3 separate regions of the Sus scrofa genome follow, and all the other regions are linked to region 2. The links are chromatin contacts, called in public Hi-C maps. All regions are on one chromosome and are shown on one strand. The core of a region is the stretch at or near the end of the contact, and the rest is flanking DNA. Distances in the headings are between cores, read along the strand shown. Region 1 holds the start of SLC25A17 (peroxisomal membrane protein PMP34). Region 2 holds the start of EP300 (histone acetyltransferase p300). Region 3 holds the start of ZC3H7B (zinc finger CCCH domain-containing protein 7B).

Region 1 (2,700 bases), core at 109-2,608, 230 kb after region 2:
GTAGCAGAAGTGGCTCGGCTCCAGTGTTGAGGTGACTGTGGCCTAGGCCACAGCTGCAGCTCCTATTAGACCCCTGGCCTGGGAATGTCCACATACCACAGGTGCGATAGTAAAGAAAAAATATTAATCGTGTTCAATTACCATCATAAAGACAGTATATTTATAAATCTGCATGCTACATAATCCGGTTTGTTCTTGAGAGAGCTTTCAATTTAATTAGGAGTTCATGAGAACTGAGTTCTCAAATTTTCAGCAGACAAGCTTCTATGTTCTAGTGCCAGAATCCTATCTTCATTTGACTTTCACTGCGCCTTCCTGTCATGACTCTAGAGGGTGGTAGAAATGATTCCTACAACAGGACATCTAGCGGCAACTTAAATTAGTACATACAAATAAGCACTTCTAAATACGTGTCCCCAGCTCGTCTTTGACTTAGCTGTGGTCACCACCCTAAATGAAAGGGAGTTTAAAGGGAAAGGGATCCTAACCAGTGGTGGTTAAAATATTTTCTGCAAATTTTGTGAAAACACAAGCAGGTGAACATCTTTAGGGCCCTCTGCTGGGAGTAAATGTAAAGGGCAGAAAACATTGAGGCTGGCTGTAGTAAGTACTCGAGGATTATCAGCAAGGATTATAAAAGTAAACTAACCGGTCCTGAAGCTGGCAGAGACGCTGAACTATGGTGCCCAAGTGAAGAAGTAAGGTTGAAGTTCTAAAGCATGGTGTATTATGCTATGATGTCGGTGAGGGGTGGTAGCGTGTGGTTTTCTAGTTCTGTGTAGTTTGGTTTTTCACTTTTCAACACAAAAGAAGTTTTTTCTTCTGCATTTTATAAAGTATATCTACATAATTTGTAATCCTCACAGCAGGTAGAGTCGATTTTAATTATCATTTCACAAAGGAAACCAAAAGGTTAAATGATCTTCCTAGCTGCTAACTAGTTTGTTCCCATCTCTTTATGATTATCTGATTCCCTGAAGCTCAAGTTCTCTTCCTACCAGGAGGTAGACCTGCCCAAGCAATACTTACTTCCGCTTGACCAAAATGTGACTAAAAACACTAGTGAGAAGAAAACAGGAAAATGAATCCCCCATCTTTCTTGTCTCCAGCTTGTCTTACGGACAGAAGTGGAGAAAAAGGAGGCTGCGTAGGTTTTCTGTCGCCCCCTGTGTTGGAGTTGACGTGAAGCACGACTGGCCAAGCCCTGGGAACTCCAGGGAACCACAGGGGTGGTGGGGCCAGCACGCACTGCCCCGCCCGGCGCAAGCCTCGGGGGCCAATCAGAACCAAGGGGCGTCCTCAGGCCCGCCTTCCCTTCCCTCCAGCCTCTGGCCGGGAGACTGGGCGCCCTGTGACCCGGAAGGAGTTGTTTTGGAGGAGGCGGGCTTGAGAGGGTGGAGTTTCTGACGCTACCTCTCGGGGCTCCAGTGCTTCTTTCCTCTCTCGACTGGCTGTGGCTCCTGCTGGAGAACTGTGACCAGGTCTGCGGGAACCGCACCTATGGCTTCCGTGCTGTCCTACGAAAACCTGGTCCACGCCGTGGCAGGAGCCGTGGTGAGGCGGGGTCTTCACGTCCGGGCCATTGCGGGTGTGGGGCTTCTCTGGGGCCGGACCGGGATGTGACTGGGGGATGGGGATGAGAAGGAGTTCGTGTGGAGTCTCTTGGCCTGACTGGGGCGAAGAGGAATGGGGCTTAGGTGAAGTGTTGCTAGAAGCATTTGGGGTGAAGGCCGACACTTACCCTCCGCCTCTGGCTACCGCTCTGGCCAGTTAGAGAATATCTGGGATGTAGGCAGCGGTGGTCCCACACACCCTCGGGGAGAAAGTAATTGCAGTTTTCTTTGACTTCGGAAATATAAAGGGCAGTCATTCCCCCTCTCCCTCCCCCACTCCACACACAGACTTTGTCTCACTGGGCCAGAGGCGAGCCTTGGTGTAAAGCTGTGTTGCTTAATCACATGCTTAATTACACATCTTGCTGCAGGCAAGTGGTAGAACCTAGTCGGGGTACCTCTTGTTCTTGGCAGAAGAAAAATACCTCTTTTTGTTTTGTTTTGTTTTAATTAAATCAAGATCAAAGTTCCCCTCTACCCAGGTGTGGTTTACTCTGAGGAATATGCTTGGTTCTTGGGCTTCTGTATGTCTCGCTTCCATTTGACACCACTCCCTTTTCCTAGGAACTTTACACTCTGGGTTTGGGTAATTTCCCCTCCTGGTTCTTATCCTGTTTCTCTGACTGCCTTTCCTTACATCCCTCTCTAGCTGTCGACGTGCACCTGGACTCATTGGGACTTCAGAAGAACATTACTGAGTCCTCTCCTAGTCCCCCCAAACTGCACTGTGAGCTCAGGATTCTGTGCATAATAATGGGAATTGAACCGCAACTCCATCATGTGTTGGATAGGTGGTCTTTAAATGTCACTTTCCGAATCTGTAAAGGGGGGGTATTGACACCTACTTCACAGAGTTGTTAACGTGATTTAGGTGACACAGTAGTTCATGGAAGTGTCTGATTTGGAAGTCTTGGTTCATTCAATTAGACTAGAAGAGCTTTCCAGCCAGTGTAAAGTCTTGCTCTGCAGTGGAGGCTTGCTTGACCTGCTCTAGGATGGGCGTGGAGACCTCTGTGTCTGGAATGGAGACAACAAAGATGCAAGTGGGTTTCAGGGGACCAAGTGGTGTGAGACTTTTCACTCTGAG
Region 2 (2,700 bases), core at 65-2,564:
GAAGGCGGCCCCGGTTCCACCACATTCTCGGCCATTTTTAATTCTTTCGGAGATACAGGCGAGGAAAACGAGAATCCTCGGGAAATCTCTTCTTCAGCCCGGGGTCCCCGCCCGGATCCCTGGGGTGGGCTTGGGGGACTCCGCCGGCCCCCGAAGGGGGTGGGGGAAGTTCCTTTTTCTCTTCGCCGGATCGCGGTGGCTGAAGAGGGATGCGGACTCGATAGAAAAGGTAGGGGCGAGCGCGAGGGGCCGGGCCTGGGCCCAGGCCCGGAGGAGGGCACAGGCACACAAATGCGCCGAGCGCGTCCGCTGCGGCGAATTCCCGAGAACTCGCGACTCTAGAGGCGCAGTCCCCGGCCCGCCACGGCCGGCCCCTGCCCAGCCGAGGTCTCTCGGAGCTCCGCCGCCGCCATCAGCTTCTTCCTCCTCGGCGCTGTCCTCCTCCTTCTCATCGCCACAAGGAGGCGGGGGCGAAAAGGGGGGAGAGGAGGAGGCGACGAGAGACACTCACCTCCTCCCGGTGCCCCCTCCCGGACCTGAGCCCCCACCCTCCGAACCCTCCTCCTGCCGCCGCGCTCCGCGCCGCCGCCGCACCGGCCCCTAATGGCCGCAGAGAGCTCGCCCGAACCGAGAGCCAGGCTGGCGCCGCCGCCTCACATCGCGCGGCGGGCGGCGGAGGCGCGGCGAGGACGCCGGGCCCGGAGCTCGCCGACCCAGAGGGCCAAGGGGGCCGGGCCGAGCCGCGCCGCCCGCGCCGACACCAAGCCCACCGAGGAGGCCCCGCTCTGGCGGGCGGCGCAGGCGGCTTCCCCTCGCGCCGCGCTCTCCTCTTTCGCTCTTCCCTCCCGCGGAAAATAAATAAATACGGCCGCCGCTACGGCCCCCACCCCCGGCGACCAGGTGCCGGGAGCGCCCGCCCCCGGGGCTCCGCTCGGGGCCGCCCTCGGCGGCGGGCGAAGGCGCCGCGGGGCGCGGGGTTATGTAATGGTCCCCCCTAGGCGTCGACGCCGGCCCGGCTCCCGGGCCGCGGTGGGGGTGTGTGCGGGCGGGAGGGGCTGGGGGTCGCCTCAGCCCGTGCGCCCCGGGCCCCCTGCCACTGTCTCGGCCCCTGCCGCCTCTCTCCGGCCCGGCTCCCCTCCGTACTCTCGCTCTCGCAGTTCGCACTCAGCCCGGCGTCCCGCTTGCCCACTCTCGCCCGCTCCCTCTCGCCCTCTCTCCCCCCCAGCCTAGCACACAAACAAGATGGCGGCTGTTGTTTCTTCCCTCTGCCGAATCCTCCTTACAGGCTAGCGGTAGCAGCGGCGGCCGGAAATGAGCCAAAGGGGGGGGTGAAAAAAAGGGGAGGGGTTGGGCCTCCGGAGGGAGGTGGCAGGGGGCGGGGCCTCGGGCCTAGCGGCTCACACAATGGGGGAAGAGGATCCGGGGGCGGGGCCGGCTCCAATCACGGGATCCGCCCAAGGCCCCAACGCGGTTGGCGCTTCCGCAAACTCCCCCGGCGTCACCCGGTGGCTCCCTTTAAAGGGGAGGTTTGAGGGGGGGGGGGTCAGGGGCAGACTTGGGATCTATTTTCAGTCGGTGGACACTTACCAGGGAAGGTGCCTGGGCTGGGTCTCTGCGTAGGAGCCCGGTGGGAACCGGGGGTGACGGAGCCCAGCAGTTACGCCGGGAAGGCGCCAAGTCACCGCACAGGTGGCGGAATAGGAGCGCCGTGGGGATGGCCCTGCGCCCCGGGCCCTTAGCTGACTGGTCTTCCGAACCCCGTTGAATTTAGCAGGCAGAGGATACCCTGCCGCTCGATATTCCGGGCCAGAGACAGTGCGTTCTTCTCCATCTCTTAACCAAATGGAAAAGCTCATATCCAAAAACCACGCCGATTACGAGTTGTTGTTTCCTTTTCCCCCTAACTTTCCAGTTTTTTTTGCCAGTGAACATACATTATTTTGATAATCAGGAAACAAAAATCACAGCAGCGAGAAGATGTTTTAAGACCAGATCCAAATTATTTCTTGCTCACCACGTGGACACACGCCCCTACCAGGTAGCACTCTAACCAAAGGAGCCTTGAATTATTTTCTGAACACGTCCTGGACCTGAAGACATTTTAGGGTGTTTCTTTTAACCCACTCTCAAAAACCAGCTTGAAACAACAACAAACACGTTTAGGCAGTGCCTTAAAGATAATGTATGGGGAAAGAAGCAGAAACATACTGTGCTTAAGGTAATGTAAGGAGGGAAAAAAGCAGAAAAAGAAGTAATGATGGAGGAAAATGCTTGAATATAAATAAAATGTATGTGTGACAACTGTTGTGCAAAGGAGGGCCTCACCAGCATTCTTTCGCATTCCTACACGTTACAGGATTCCTCCGTGTTTGGCCTTGGGTAAATTGGTACTCGAAGTGGCAAGGTCTCCCTAAAGAAACTTCTATCAGTAGTATCAATGGAGATAGTTAAAAACTTTTAAAGCGTATTTCAAGTCTCATGCTCCTTAGTTGATGTTTGCCTATTGTCGAGTTTACTTTGTTTTTTGTTGTTGTTTATTGCCTCCCCCTCTCCCCAGAATTGAACTACTTGTTTATTGAATTTTAAATGAATAGGAGAATAACTTTTAAGAGCCTAGGAGTGAAAATCTTAACGAAGCAACTCAGGTTCCCACCAAGGATGAATGCTGTTGTGTGATTTCAGGCCTCATTCACCTCAACT
Region 3 (2,700 bases), core at 4-2,503, 190 kb before region 2:
GCCCCCCTACTCAGACCGCGCCCCCCTTTCCTGCTGCCCCCTCCCTGGGGCCCGGCCACAGGCCCCGGATCCCCGGGCTCGAGTGGCCGCTGCAGCCGGCAGGGGCAGCCCGTCGGCGGCCGCGGTCCTCGGCCCGCGCTGCGGTCCCTCCAACTCCCCGCGCTGCCGGGCCAAGGCGCACACAAAAGGAAGGAGCGCGCGGCCAGCGACCCCCCCCCAGCCAACGCCCTCGACCCCCATAGCGGGGACCCTCAAAGTATCCGCGCACCCCAAAGCTCCGGACGCGAAGGAGAGAACCCCCCACCGCGCTCAAGAACATTCCAAGCCCCCCCGCGCGGGGGGGGGTTGCCGAGGCGGCCAAACCACCCAGCGGCAGGTGCCCCCGGCCGCACGATAACTTTGAAACTTCGGGGCAGGGCACGGGGGCAGGGAGGGGGAGCCCCAAAAAGGAGGAAAGCGGGATTGGGGAGCTGTTTCTTTATTTTCGCAAAATCCACTTTCCGGGTGGCCCCGCGCAGCTCCGGCCTGGCCAAGGTTTTCCCGCGCCTCCTCCCGGCCCCGCGCGGTCCCCGGGCGCCCCGAGCCCTCCCGCGCCCGCCGCCAGTTCGCAGTCGGGCCCCGGCCTCTGCCCCGCGGGGCTCGGGCCGCACACAGCACTCACCTCGGCCGGGCTGCGCTCCCCGCGGGCCTGCGCCGAGCCCGATAAATGGTATGCTATGACTAGAGGTATGATTACGTTATTATTATTAGTAATAATAAGAGTAAATGCTATTTAATTACGGGCGGCCGCATCCTGCTCCCGGCGCCGCCGCCCCGGCAGCTCCGTCCATGTGGCTCCGGAGCGCTTTACTTTCATTTCCAGCCCCCTCGGCCGGCCGCTCGCGGCAGCACCCGCTGGAGGCACCGTCTCCCTGCAGTTCTTCCTCCTCGGGTCCTAGAGCGCGGCTCCCCTCGCCTGGCGCCGGGGGTGGGCGGCGCGGGCTGCGCACCTGGGGGCGGAGGGGGCGGGGAAGTCCCCCTTCCCCGTGGCAAGCTCATGCCTGGCATGCACCTTTATTTTCTTTGAAAGTGGCCTTCCCTCTTAGGGCTTTTCTTTTGGCAATTCTGCATTTCGGGGCGGATGCTGGTCTAAGGCAGCGCCTCCGCCCTGCCTCCTGTGGGTAAAAAGCCCCCGGGTCTCCAGATGCTTTCATTGACGGCATCCCCAAAGCCTAGTTGCCTTCGGTCCAAAGACGAGGACCGAAGGCTCAGAGAGGCATCGGGACCGCCTTCGGCTGTTGTACAGGCTTTCCCGAAAAGATTTGAGACTGCTTAGAAGACCCAGAAGGTAAGGGGAGATCAAGGAAAGAGAAACCAGCTCCAAGCATCCCCTGGCACTGCCGCAGAGCTGGCCAGGTCCAGGTTGGATTCGAATACAGAGCTTCAGATTCCAAATACGGTGTCATCCCACCCTCCCACCGCTGGTCCATTGATTCCTGAGAGAGTTCTGGCTCCTCTTCATTTTACACTCATGTATGTATATGTGCATGTATGTACATATATGTATGTGTGTGTGTACATTAATGTATTAAAGATCTGCTGTGAGCCTAGCAGATTTATTTTTACAAATGTTCTCTTTTCTACGTTTGTGCCAGACAAAACCCTAGGAACTGGAGATACATGCTGAGACAAATTTTAAACACACTGTGATCAATGCTGGGAAGAACAGGAAACTAGCTCAGTTTACTTATTTAATTCTCACCATAATCCTGGAAGATGGTTTGGGGGTTGTTTTGATTTTTTTTTTTTTTTCAGGGCCGCACCCAGGGCATATGGAAGTTCCCAGGCTAGGGGTCGAATCAGAGCTTCAGCTGCCGGCCTACACCACAGCCACAGCAACGCCAGATCCCTGACCCACTGAGTGAGGCCAGGGATAAAACCCACATCCGCGTGGATGCTAGTCAGATTCGTTCCCGCTGTGCCACGATGGAAACTCCCTGGAAGGTGGGTTTTAGCATGCCTGTGTGCAGATGAAGAGCTGAGGCTTGGAGATTAGGTGACTTGTCCAAGGTGGCAGTTCTAACTCCAGAGTATCCTTCCCATGGCGTCCTCTACTTTTCATCATCTACTTTAAGGGAGCCTTGGAAAGGGGGAAAAAAATGCACCTGCACTGTCAGAATTTCTCAAACTCCTCCTCCCTTCACTACACTAAGATTTTTTTTTCAATTTTTTTTTTATTGTTTATTTTAGGGCTGCACCTGTGGCATATGGAGGTTCCCAGGCTAGGGGTCAGATCGGAGCTGTTTGCCGCTGGCCTACACCACAGCCATAGCAACACCAGATCCGAGCTGTGTCTGTGACCTACACCACAGCTCATGGCAGCACCAGATCCTTAACCCGCTGAAAGGCCAGGGATCGAACCTACAACCTCATGGTTCCTAGTTGGATTTGTTTCCACTGCGCCACAATGGGAACTCCCTAGACTACCGCACCTTGCCTCAAGTGAACTAGCTGGTAAACATTGTGGTGATTCCTCCATCCTGGGTTGCCAGCGGAATAACACACATCCTTAAAAGAGGATGGGGAGTTCTAGTCGAGGCTCAGTGGAAATGAATCTGACTAGCATCCATGAGGACACAGGTTCAATCTTTGGCCTCGCTCAGTGGGTTAAGGATCCGGTGTTGCCATGAGCTGTGGCGCAAGCTCGGATCTGGTGTTGCT

The links. A called contact is a pair of places that touch in the nucleus more often than the background predicts.
Region 1: a contact with region 2 is called in a Hi-C map of epiblast stem cells, with 1.7 times the contacts expected there. The contact joins the promoter of SLC25A17 here to the promoter of EP300 in region 2. A contact is called at or near these places in 3 of 5 promoter capture datasets (fetal liver, fetal skeletal muscle and liver), 2 of 47 Hi-C or Micro-C datasets (epiblast stem cells and liver) and 2 of 2 datasets of contacts at active chromatin or transcription factors (alveolar macrophages and skeletal muscle).
Region 3: a contact with region 2 is called in a Hi-C map of liver, with 4 times the contacts expected there. The contact joins the promoter of ZC3H7B here to the promoter of EP300 in region 2.

What each region holds. Positions count from the first base shown.
Region 1 is chr5:7,621,280-7,623,979 of Sscrofa11.1, forward strand. It overlaps SLC25A17 (peroxisomal membrane protein PMP34), which reads left to right and starts at 1,359. Exons shown (of 9, transcript XM_003126004.4): 1 at 1,359-1,554. The coding sequence starts at 1,501.
Region 2 is chr5:7,393,201-7,395,900 of Sscrofa11.1, forward strand. It overlaps EP300 (histone acetyltransferase p300), which reads right to left and starts at 1,315. Exons shown (of 32, transcript XM_001929213.5): 1 at 1-1,315. The coding sequence starts at 35.
Region 3 is chr5:7,200,176-7,202,875 of Sscrofa11.1, forward strand. It overlaps ZC3H7B (zinc finger CCCH domain-containing protein 7B), which reads right to left and starts at 1,254. Exons shown (of 23, transcript XM_021091458.1): 1 at 662-1,254. It overlaps LOC110260635 (a long non-coding RNA gene), which reads left to right and starts at 1,388. Exons shown (of 2, transcript XR_002343885.1): 1 at 1,388-1,512.